Linked DNA regions of Anser cygnoides: region 1 is linked to region 2. Evidence: chromatin contacts called from public Hi-C data. All regions are on one chromosome and are shown on one strand. The core of a region is the stretch at or near the end of the contact, and the rest is flanking DNA. Distances in the headings are between cores, read along the strand shown. Region 1 holds the start of FST (follistatin). Region 2 overlaps ITGA2 (integrin subunit alpha 2).

What was found. A called contact is a pair of places that touch in the nucleus more often than the background predicts.
Region 1: a Hi-C map of liver shows a contact between it and region 2, with 4 times the contacts expected there. The contact joins the promoter of FST here to the enhancer-like site in region 2. A contact is called at or near these places in 2 of 7 Hi-C or Micro-C datasets (both in liver).

What each region holds. Positions count from the first base shown.
Region 1 is chrZ:71,539,810-71,545,104 of Taihu_goose_T2T_genome, reverse strand. FST (follistatin) reads right to left here and starts at 2,274. Exons shown (of 6, transcript XM_013180615.3): 1 at 1,136-2,274. The coding sequence starts at 1,217.
Region 2 is chrZ:71,384,644-71,389,804 of Taihu_goose_T2T_genome, reverse strand. It overlaps ITGA2 (integrin subunit alpha 2), which reads right to left. Exons shown (of 30, transcript XM_048050381.2): 24 at 2,944-3,046; 25 at 2,022-2,132; 26 at 1,435-1,539; 27 at 1,010-1,123. Among named protein-coding and RNA genes, the nearest start is that of ITGA2, 55 kb to the right of the region's middle. Within about 2 kb of position 2,229, at least 2 of the 3 cell types and tissues checked have open chromatin away from gene starts, as enhancers often do. A contact at or near this core is called in liver, where this site is marked.

The DNA of each region.
Region 1 (5,295 bases), core at 1,025-3,524, 160 kb before region 2:
AGCAACTCCCCCTGCTTTAGCTGGAGAGTTTTGGTTGGGATGAGCCTCTCGTGAATAACCAATGTGACTTCTCCAGCGACTCAATACCAATTGATTCTGGTGCTCATCCAGCGAGGGCTCGATCCTGCCTCCTTACTCCGATGGGAACGTACCGGAGTGAGGGGTCAGGATCGGCCAGCCGGGATGTCGCGGGGCGTGGGGGGACGTGTCGTGTCGTGACCCCCTCCCCACACCCCCTGCCAAAAATCACAGAACAAACAACGCCCTAAAAAATAATAAAAAAAAAGTTTTGCGTCTTACAGTTGCCTACGTTTGTTTAACTTCTGCTCTAGCTCAGGGGCGTGGGGGGAAAAAAAAAAAAAGGAAAAAAAAATGGTAAAGCAAGCAACGGTTAGACATCCAGGTTGTGGGTGGCACACGGTCAAGATAAGGGGTAAAAAGCCCCCGAACTAAAAATCAATATTCCCTTGTGTCGAAAGAGGGCTCTTAAGAGTTGTCAATACCAGGTTCGGGGCTGTTTTGTTCGCATGGAGAAAAAAAAAAAAAGAAAAAAGCAAACTTACTGAAGCATACTCCTCAGCGCAGGAGAATTTACAGCACGTTAACATTTACTCACACACACACACACTAGGGGAGGGAGGGGGGGAAGGAGGAAATCCTAATATTAAAGGAATGTCCGGAAAATGACCACTATTGGTTTCTGAAAGCGTCAGCTGTAATTGTGGGGCTCCCCATCATCACCTCTCCTTCTGTCAGGCAGGCGAGATAAGAATCTGAGCTAAATTACCAACAAACTTTGAGCACTCATTCGGGACCCGCGCCTAGGAAAAGTTCCCCCACGATGCTGCTCTTCATTCATGCTGCATAGTAACAAAAATACCAAGAAACATCCTCATCTGTTCTCTGTGCCTGTGCAGAGCGGGGCGAAGATCCGATCAAAAAGCAACCTAAATGACACCTCTGCGCCTCGGTACAAAGCAGCCCCATGCTCACAGTTAACTTCTTTCCTGTTGGACCTTGGAGAGAGGCGTTTAACACCGCAGCGAACTAAACAGCGCCCGAAAGACGGAAAATTACAGTAATAACAACAACAACAGCAATAAAACGCATCTACGAATAAACAATCCGGTCTTACCCTGCGCTGTGTGGTCTTCCATGAAGTGGCAGAGAAACATCAGGAGTAAGAGCATGCCCGGGTGGATTCTCTGATTTAACATCCTCAGCGTAGCACGGAGTGAGAGAGACACAGAAACAGAGTGAGGGGGAGTAGGGAGAGGGAGCGAGCACTAGCCAGCCTGCTTATGATCGCTCTATTGAATGAACGTCAGGCTCTGAATGCAGTCTCTCTTTAAATCTATACGGGGGTCTTAGCTGTCTGCGGTGGGCGGTCTCCTAATGTGTGTGTGTGTCTGCTCGGGGGTGGGGAGATTTAAAAAGTTCAGTGTGAATCAGGTGACATTTTCCACCTTCTGGAAACCCTCTCCAATTATCTGCTTTAGGTGCACGCACACACGCGGGCGCGCACCCCCACCCCCCCGGGGCGCGCACCCGCGCAAGCTCCGCACCCGCGGGAGGCAGCGCAAAGCCCTGGGGACCCGCACCGCGCACCCGGAGGGTTTTGGCAACCCACGGGGGTCGCGGCGCAGGGAGCGGGGCTGGGGGGCCAGGGGGCTGCGCTGCCCCCCCGAGGGGGCTCCGCTGCCCGGGGGGGGCTCCGCTCCGCGCCCCGCTCCGCGGTGCCTCCCCCCTCCGCGCTGCCTTCCCCAGCCTTCCCCATCCGCGCTTCGCAGCCCCCGGTGCCCGCAGCGGCGCGCACACGGCTCGGCCCCCGAAAAAAAGCCCCGGCCAACCAAGCGACCAACCCCGGACCGAAAAAACAAAACAAAACAAAACAAAAAAAAAACCAGCAAGGAACCGAATAAAAGTTTAATACCTAGGGCTCTGCCCAAGTGACAGCCTTTTTCACTGGGAGCCCGGGAGGACGAGACGGGAATGGGGGCGACGTAGGCGGTCTCCTTTCAGAATCAGAAAAGATTGCAACATCGATAATGAACTTCTAGGGCACTAGTTTATTAAGCACAGTCTGGCATTATTCTCCCCTTAGAAAAGTTGGCGGTCTCTCATTTATAACATTTTTTGGCACCGTTGAATGAAACTGAGTAGGCGATATTTCCTTTTATACAAAACGATTACTTAACGGAAAATGGCATTGTTTATTCAAAAGCTGCCTTTTTAATTTCGATTCTTTCGCTTTTCTGAGCCACCAAAGCACAACAGACTGCGAAGTATGCAGACAGGAATGCCCGGACAGTGCCGGGTCAGGGGCCGGTGCGCCGCGGCCGCCCGCGCCCTCCGCCGGCCCTCCCCGCAGCCCTCCTCCCGCGCCCGCCTCCCGGCCCCCCCCACCGCCCGCCCCCTCCCCACAACTGCAAATAACTCAGCGATAACAGATTTTTTTCCACCAACTGCAGGAGATAGTGCTAATCTTTTAATAAAAGATCCCATTACAATGGGATCTGTCTGGACAGACTATAATAGATCCAGAAATACAGCCGTGCTAATATTAGAAGACAGTTGTTTGGGTGCCTCAGCCCGGGCCCGGGTCCCGCTTTGAAAGTGGGCATGAATCACAATGTCCCCCGGTACCACCTGCAGTCACACGCATTAAGAAGCAGACTGGTAAATGATTGACCTCGCTGCATTTCTTTCTTTCCTTTTTTTTTTTTTTCCTTGTTATTATTATGATCATCGTCCTGAGCAGCGCCCGGGCATTTTGAGCACTTCAGAAGCTCCGGGACTCCGCATCCTTTTTAATCTTTTTCCCAAATTGGTGCCACTCTTCCCCCCACACGCCCCCCCGCCCCGCCTCTCTCTCCTCTTTCGCTGGAGCAGCGTGAATGCAGGGTTGCTTAGTGCCCTCTAATGGCAGACGACATCAACAGTAAATACCAAAACACCCCTCATCCCGGGGAAAAGGGCAGCTTTCCAAAGCCGCCTCTCCTCCCGGAGGGAACGCACCCCGGGCGCAAGGTGCCTACAGGGGGCCGGACCCCCAAGCCCACCCCATCCCCGGGCAATGCCCCCCGGGGAGCGGGGGCAGGGGGCTCGGCCCGGCCCCCGGCGGGGGTCCCGTCCCGAAGAGGCAGGGGGGCAGCGGTGGGGCTGCCCCGGCTGCCCCCGCAGCGAGCGCCCCGCTCCCGGCACCGCGCCGCCGGGGCACAGGTTCCCCGCTCTGCTCCTGCTCTCTTCTCTCTCTCTCTCTCTTTTTTTTTTTTTTTTCCCCCAAGTTTGTCTGTGTTGTTTTTTTTTTCCTAATTGGCCAATGCGGTGTTTATCCTGATAATGGTTTCAATTATAAAGGGGCATTTTCAGGCCGTATTCCTGGAAATGAGATGCCGGATGGGTCGATAAGGTTTGCACATGTGCTTCATGCGTGCATCATCGGGAGATCAATATGATTGCGCTGGTATGGAGATTTGTATCACACCTGTTCTCTGACATCACACAGAAACAGCTGCTCTTTCTTTTATTGTTTTTTTTTTTTTTTAGATGCTAAATATTGGGTTTGTGTGTAACAACATTGTATAATCAGAAATGCTTTCTTCTTTTTCACTGTATGCCTCCCTGTACTACTCCCCCACCCTTTTCTGCTTTGCCAACAATCACATTTAAATTACCAAAAAAACAATAGGGTCGATCTGTAACTGAATTGTCAGGCAGCACACAAAAAGAGTGTTGTTCTCAGCCTGACAGGTTTTAAAACTTCTTTCTACCAAGAAGTGTATGCATTTTAATATATGTTTTTGGATGTGAGTCCAATCTTTGCAGCTGGCCCTGAACTTGGAATAATAAAGCCTTTTAAAACACCCCTATATGCTAACATCTCAAACTTTCTGAAATTTCAGTTTTAGCTCTCAATTTACATAAAATATGTGGCTTTTCCCTATCTGTAATACAGCTCTAGCTGCAACAGACTTCATAATCCAAAATATTAGGTGGCTGTTATCTGAGGAAATTGCAGCAAAACACTGAGTAAGAGGAAGAGTAATCCTCAAGTGTAACCTTGTACTAACCAGGTACTATTAACATACACAAACATATATACACACATACATATATATGTGGAATATTTATTTTGTGGTGTCGATATCGTATTAGCATAATTTTATTATTATTATTATTTTACTCTTCCCCCCTCGTTGTTCTGTCTCTCAACACAGGAGCTGTTGCCTGTGTCAAGGATGGCCAGCTCAGGACCTTCAATTTGATAAAGAGCATGTCTGCATAAAGTTTTCTGCAGGTGTGAATAGAACTGCAAGCAAAAGCTGATTATTTGAAAGAGATCTGGATTTGGGTTGAGGAAATTTGGAAGCCTGTCTTGACACGTCTCTGCCTAAAATTCAGGAGAGATGAAGAAGCCTCTAGGACCCTCCCGTTGTCCTGGATGCACGCATCATCTGATCTGGTTTCTCATACAACTGATAAAACTCATCCAACTCCCACGGAAAGAGCTCAAATAAAGGTAGAACGTCCTCTTCTGGTAGCAGAGAAACCTTGCTAGCTTCACGTAGTTGTCCTGGTTATCACAAAAAGATGGGCCCTTTTTTTGGAAAATGGCACTTTTATGAAAGTTCTCTTATTTCACATCTTCTGTACCAGATTTAAGGACTTTTCTGAGCACCACTGCATTATTACAGTTTATAAGCTTTTCCTTCATCTCTTTGTTTTGTTTAGTTTTCCCGTGTGGGGCAAATCAATCCTTGCCTGCCGTACAAATGTCAAGTACTGCTTCTCAGAGTAGCACAAGAATTTGGAATGCAAAGGTTCATTTCTTGATTTAGCCAAGACTTTTTCATGAAAAACAAGCAAACCAATTCTTGATAAAACTAACCCACTCAAATGTATTAACTAAATTCTGGTATTATGCTCTTCAGGTGTTATGTGTGCTATGACAGTGAAGTTACACATAAGTGAGACGGTTAAATACAGAACCTATATTGTATGGTATTGGTAAAAGTTGCGCTTATGAGAATACAAATACATTCAATTATTTTATTTTATTTTATTTTATTTTATTTTATTTTATTTTATTTTATTTTATTTTATTTTATTTTATTTTATTTTATTTTATTTTATTTTATTTTATTTTATTTTATTTTATTTTATTTTATTTTATTTTATTATTTTTTTAATTGACCAAAAGGTTTTCAGGTAGTGGACAATGGACTGAATTAACAGGTAATAAGGATTTTACCTAACAAATACCACTTGAAAAAAAATGCAAAGGGAGTGCAA
Region 2 (5,161 bases), core at 980-3,479:
CCCATCTCCCAGTGGAAAACAAATTGTTTCCATGCACTGTCTTGTGAGGGTAGCAACCTTTTACTTAGGCCTCCACCTTCTGCATATCTATCAGTACTAACAAATGTTCTTGACCCAGCTGATTTGAAAAACACCATCTTTAAAGACAGGCAGATGCTCTTCTTCACAAACTTGCCATAAGTATATTACATTATCAACCTGACCTTTTCCTTTTAAGCGCTGAATGATGAAGCTGACAACAATCCTGCTGTTCTATGTCAATACTTGCTACCAGACTCGCCAGACAGACTAATGAGACTGCGTCATGTTCCTGATGCTCTGTGCAAGCCTAGGACTCTAAGACAGTTTGGTTGGTTGCCTAGCTGAGGAGCCAATATAGTCTCATTTCAGAAATCTGGTAATTCGAGATGATTTATATTCTGGAGGACACATAATGATTTAAAATGGGAAAGTCAAGGTTTTATTGATGCATATTTTTAAGCATCCTGTAGCTCTTTAAGCAAGGACTGTTTCCTTGACACCAACTCTGATAAAAACAAAAAGTCAATTTAAAATAAAAATCCACACCTTCTCTAACAAATATAACTGGCAGCACTAATAGGCTTTTCGTATTTTGATGTGACTTAAAATGATCACTATGTAGCCTATGACATTCAAAAGCTAAAAGCAACATTATTTTCCAGGCTATGACTATGCTCTGCTGTCCTACGCTGAATTTTGTGGAAACTCTAGTTCACCTTAAATGAATTTAACAGATGCAGAAAATGTTTTTATAGCTATGAAGATCTGTATTGTCACTGCATTTTCTTAGAGTTTGTCCTGGACTGAAATTTGCAGTTCTGTTATGCTGCCTCACTTTTTGATTCAACTTTTCAATCTGGAAAAACACAATAACATAAAAGAATATCTTTCTAGATTGGGAAGTTCTCTTTAATGAACTTTAAAAAATACCAGGAACTAGGAAATACTTGTGTATTGGTTCCTTCATGAAGATGCAGGTGATACTCACAGCAGCAAAAGTACCATTCCAGATCCGGGTGGAGACATTCACAAAATACTCTCCTTTCAGCACGAGGTCTTCCAGTTTGCATGTGATGGTACTGCACTTTGCATTTTTACAGTTCTTCCAGGGAAAACAGCAAGGAGAGACAACAGCATGCATTAAAAAGTACAATTTAACAATAGGTCCTTTGATATCGAGTTTAAAATTTTACTATTCTGTGCCTGGAAATTGAGTGCTTGCACACAGTGAAGAACATGTAGTGCTGCTTCTCTCTAAGGTAGATGCAGTTATGTGTGAGAGTATCCATAGGAGGCACTCCTGCCCTGTGAGTGAAAAATGCCATGGCCACCACAGTCATCCCCACAGGTACAGCAGCAAGGATCAGCTCTACACCCCTGTCCTACTGTACAGCAGACCTGACGTGTACTCACCATTTCTTTCAAAGCTCTGAAGTTCTCTTTCTTGAAGGATGCAGAGTAAGATCTTTTTCCTATTTGCAGTGGATTTATCTGAGCTTGACAAGTAACACCTCTGGCCTAGGAAAGGGATGGCAGGAATTAAACTGGTTGACATCATACTCCAAAATGTATAGTCATCGTAAGAATATATACTTCTGATGACATGGTGGCTGTGAAATTATAGGTTGTGAATTACGTAATACTGGATGATTTTGGAATCTAACAGACCATGTATTTTAATCAGAATTAAACTGAACTGAAAGTTTTGTCCTGATCTAAAAAATCCATTTTTACTATTGTCTTCCCAGGATCTTGGAGAACCACCTAATTCCAGGGTCATATGAAAAGTCAGCTGTGGACTGTACAGATAATTGGCATCTGCCAAGGAATAGACTGGCGTACAGTTGATGTCTGGTCCTCCCCAGTCCCTTTGTAGGAGGGGGCATACAGAAAGGGCGGGGATTATCCGAATCTCAGATACACTGTGAAGGAAATAACTGATGTAAATGGTGCTGGTTAAAACCCCCAAACATATCAACTTATACAGTGCAGTCCTTCACCTGATCTGTGTCAATTGCAGTTAGGTACATCAGTGGGTTGTCTTTGTTGGTCAGCTCTGGAAGAAGGATTTTCACAGTTGCCATCTTCACTGGAATTCCTCCTGTTGTTACCTGCAAAATAAATAGCTCACAATTAATTCAGGTAGCAATACTTATATACACAAAAAGTATTTGGCATAACAAGAGAATCAGAAATCACATACGATTATGGAAGAACTGGATTCCTTTTGCATCAATGTTTTTTGTATTGTCACATTTACTGGGGTAAATAATGAAATTATGCCCTAGTGGAAAGCATACTCTATAGCTTCAGGCCCCTGCCTGTTTCCTTAGCAAAGCTCTTATTATCTGCATGAAATATTTTTTGAAAAGCAAATATTCCACAACGGCCAATAGGCTTTTACAAAAGCAGTTACAAGAATATAAATGGAATATAAAGTTTCTTCCACATTGCATATTTAGATTTTTTTTTTGAGCTGTGTAATAAATGCTGTGATCTGGCTAGTTCCTGCATCGTGTTTGAGCGCTTAACCCCTGCCAAACTTCAAATTTCAAAGTCCAAGCCTGCAAAGACTTGTTTTCCTTTATCAAGTCAGCAGAAGACAAATTAGCTCTGTGAACAAATACTGTAAGCTATCCTGAAGTTAAGCATTAACCCTCTTCCAAATACGTAAACAGTGCAGGACCAATCCCTCCACCATTCTACTTAAGTGTTACGTTCAAATTTCATTTCTGACCTCATCAACATTGTAAGGATTTATCCCTCCTGCTATTTGCAATTTTCTTCCCCTGTTTGACTGATTCAAAAGCATCAAATTCAGATAGTGAAATCAGAAGCATTTTTTTTCAACTGCATTTTGGGACCCAGGTGCAGGCAGAGGTAAGGCAGCTTCTCAAAACAGAACCAGAAACATTTACTAACCTTAACTGAGAAGTTGAATGCGGGGCCAATATCTTCAAAATTATTCACAGTGGAAGGAATGTTATGACCAGAGTATACTTCATAGAAGTTGATGTTGGCAAGCCTAGTTAACAACCGTAAAACAATACATTTCAGTTTCGCATCTACTTTGAAAACATATGCAACTGGATGTGCTTTGGTTTGTTCTAAGTTTGTGAATCAGGTCAGAATTATAATCGCAGGAAAATCAGTCGCTTGTCCTGCTGTTTGAACGTTAAAAATTTAGTTCAGAAAATAAGTGCTATACTGAAGCCAACCGAGCACATGAAGACAGCAGGGCAGCATGAGATGTAGGTTCTGTTCAAACTTGTCCTTGCCACAGTGCATCTAGAACCCTACTGCAAGCTCCTCTCCCGGGCAGAAATTACAACTTTCGGCCCTAATGCCCTGTGCTACAAGTGGGTTTGTTTCCTCACTGCCTGGGTGTGGAAACACACAGCACCCCGTTTGTATGCATGCCACATACCTTACAGCCCTCAGTCTGCTCTCATCCACTTTATTACTATAGTTTTTATCATTCAAAATTTCTAAAGTAATGTGAAGGTGGTTGCAGCCCACTATATCACGAAATTACAGGTGTGAGATGGAAAAACAGGTTGTGAGGGCCTGTGGATGACTCAACCAGGTGAGTCTGTGCTCAAAGACAACAAAACATCCCTGTGTAGTTAATTGCATCCATGTGCTCCTTGTGACCAACTACTACTGCTGAACCATCCCATAATCTTTCTGGTCTTCATCCTACAGGAGGCTTAGTTAAGTAATTTCGAACATGAAAAGCTAGGGAGTGAGTTAACAAGGAGCTATCATGACTCCCTACATCAGCTCTTCATGTAGCACAAAGTGCAGATCCCTTCTATTTGGCAATGCAGCTCTACCCAGTTAATCTGGGTAACATCTGTGCACACAATCCCAAACTCACGTGTGCAGTCTCAAAGAGATGCTTTTTGATTAGTTGTGCTCCTCCATACTGTGTCAGGGATCCTTCTCATTTCTTCATGCTTCCTCCCAAGGGCCCTTTCCTCAAAGACCCTCCTGACTAGACCTGCTAGGAAAACCCACATGAAACATTTTCTGCTTCCTTATTGCTCAAATATCCGGCCTTTCTGGTTTACATGATATCAGCTTCCTTGTCCTTGCAGAAGTCACTGATAAGACTGATTCCCACCTCTGAAAACCCGAATCAGGATGTTTTTCACTAGAAAAGCCTATCTTCAATGAGTTGACACTTTTTTCTCAACCCTTGTAATTTAAAAAGTTAGTTATTTGCTAAATTACCTGCCTCAGGAAGGAGCTATTTCCAGATAGATACTTCCTAAGTGTTAGAGGGTGTATAAATGAGCTATCTCCAAGGGAAGCATTAAAAATCGTGCGTTGGCTTAATGTGTACTTCCTTCAGTTCCTTTAAGCTGTCTCATCACCAAAAATAACTAAAATCTTTTTCCAACTCTAGAGATTCCTTCATGCCCTGACTTGCATATGAAACTGCATTTTCTCATACTTCAGGAGATGCACCTGAATTTGAAACACTATTTTATCTTGAGTAACTCTTTTACAGGCTCTCTGCCTAGTCTTTTCTGAAGCACTGAGCTTCTGTTCTTAGCGCTCAGCTAAATTAAATTTGCTGATTCAAGTTTGCACTTTTTCAAATTCCTCAGAAACTACTACTTAAGTTGGTGTGATAGGCACCTACTCAGATGCTTCTGTAGTCTCTGCGCTGCTGCTAACTTGAATAACAAAAACTCTTCTGCTGATGTCTCACGTGACTTTCCCAGTGAGTTGAAAGAATTTGCATCACTGACCTAAATACATGCTTTTAAGCAACTAAAAAAATCCAAAAAATTCTGCAAGACTATAATTGGTGCACCCAACTGTGCTGAATCCTGGGCCTTATATTTTTAAACTGCTGCTGCAAATTAAAATCAGGTTCTGTACTGTGGTCCATATTCATGCAACGACCTGAGCTAGAAGTTCTTGTGGTTACAGTGGCCTTTGAATGTTCATTTCCTAAATTCATTGTTGCTGTGCATTTTAGGCAGCTAAATATCTTACCCTACAAATCCAGCAATTAGGAAAGATGAACACATTTTTTGATGGAAAGTGAAGTAGTCTATCTTAAACTAAGAGTCAAATCAGTATATTTTTGTTTCATTTGTAATTTTGGATAAACTGTAACTGGAAT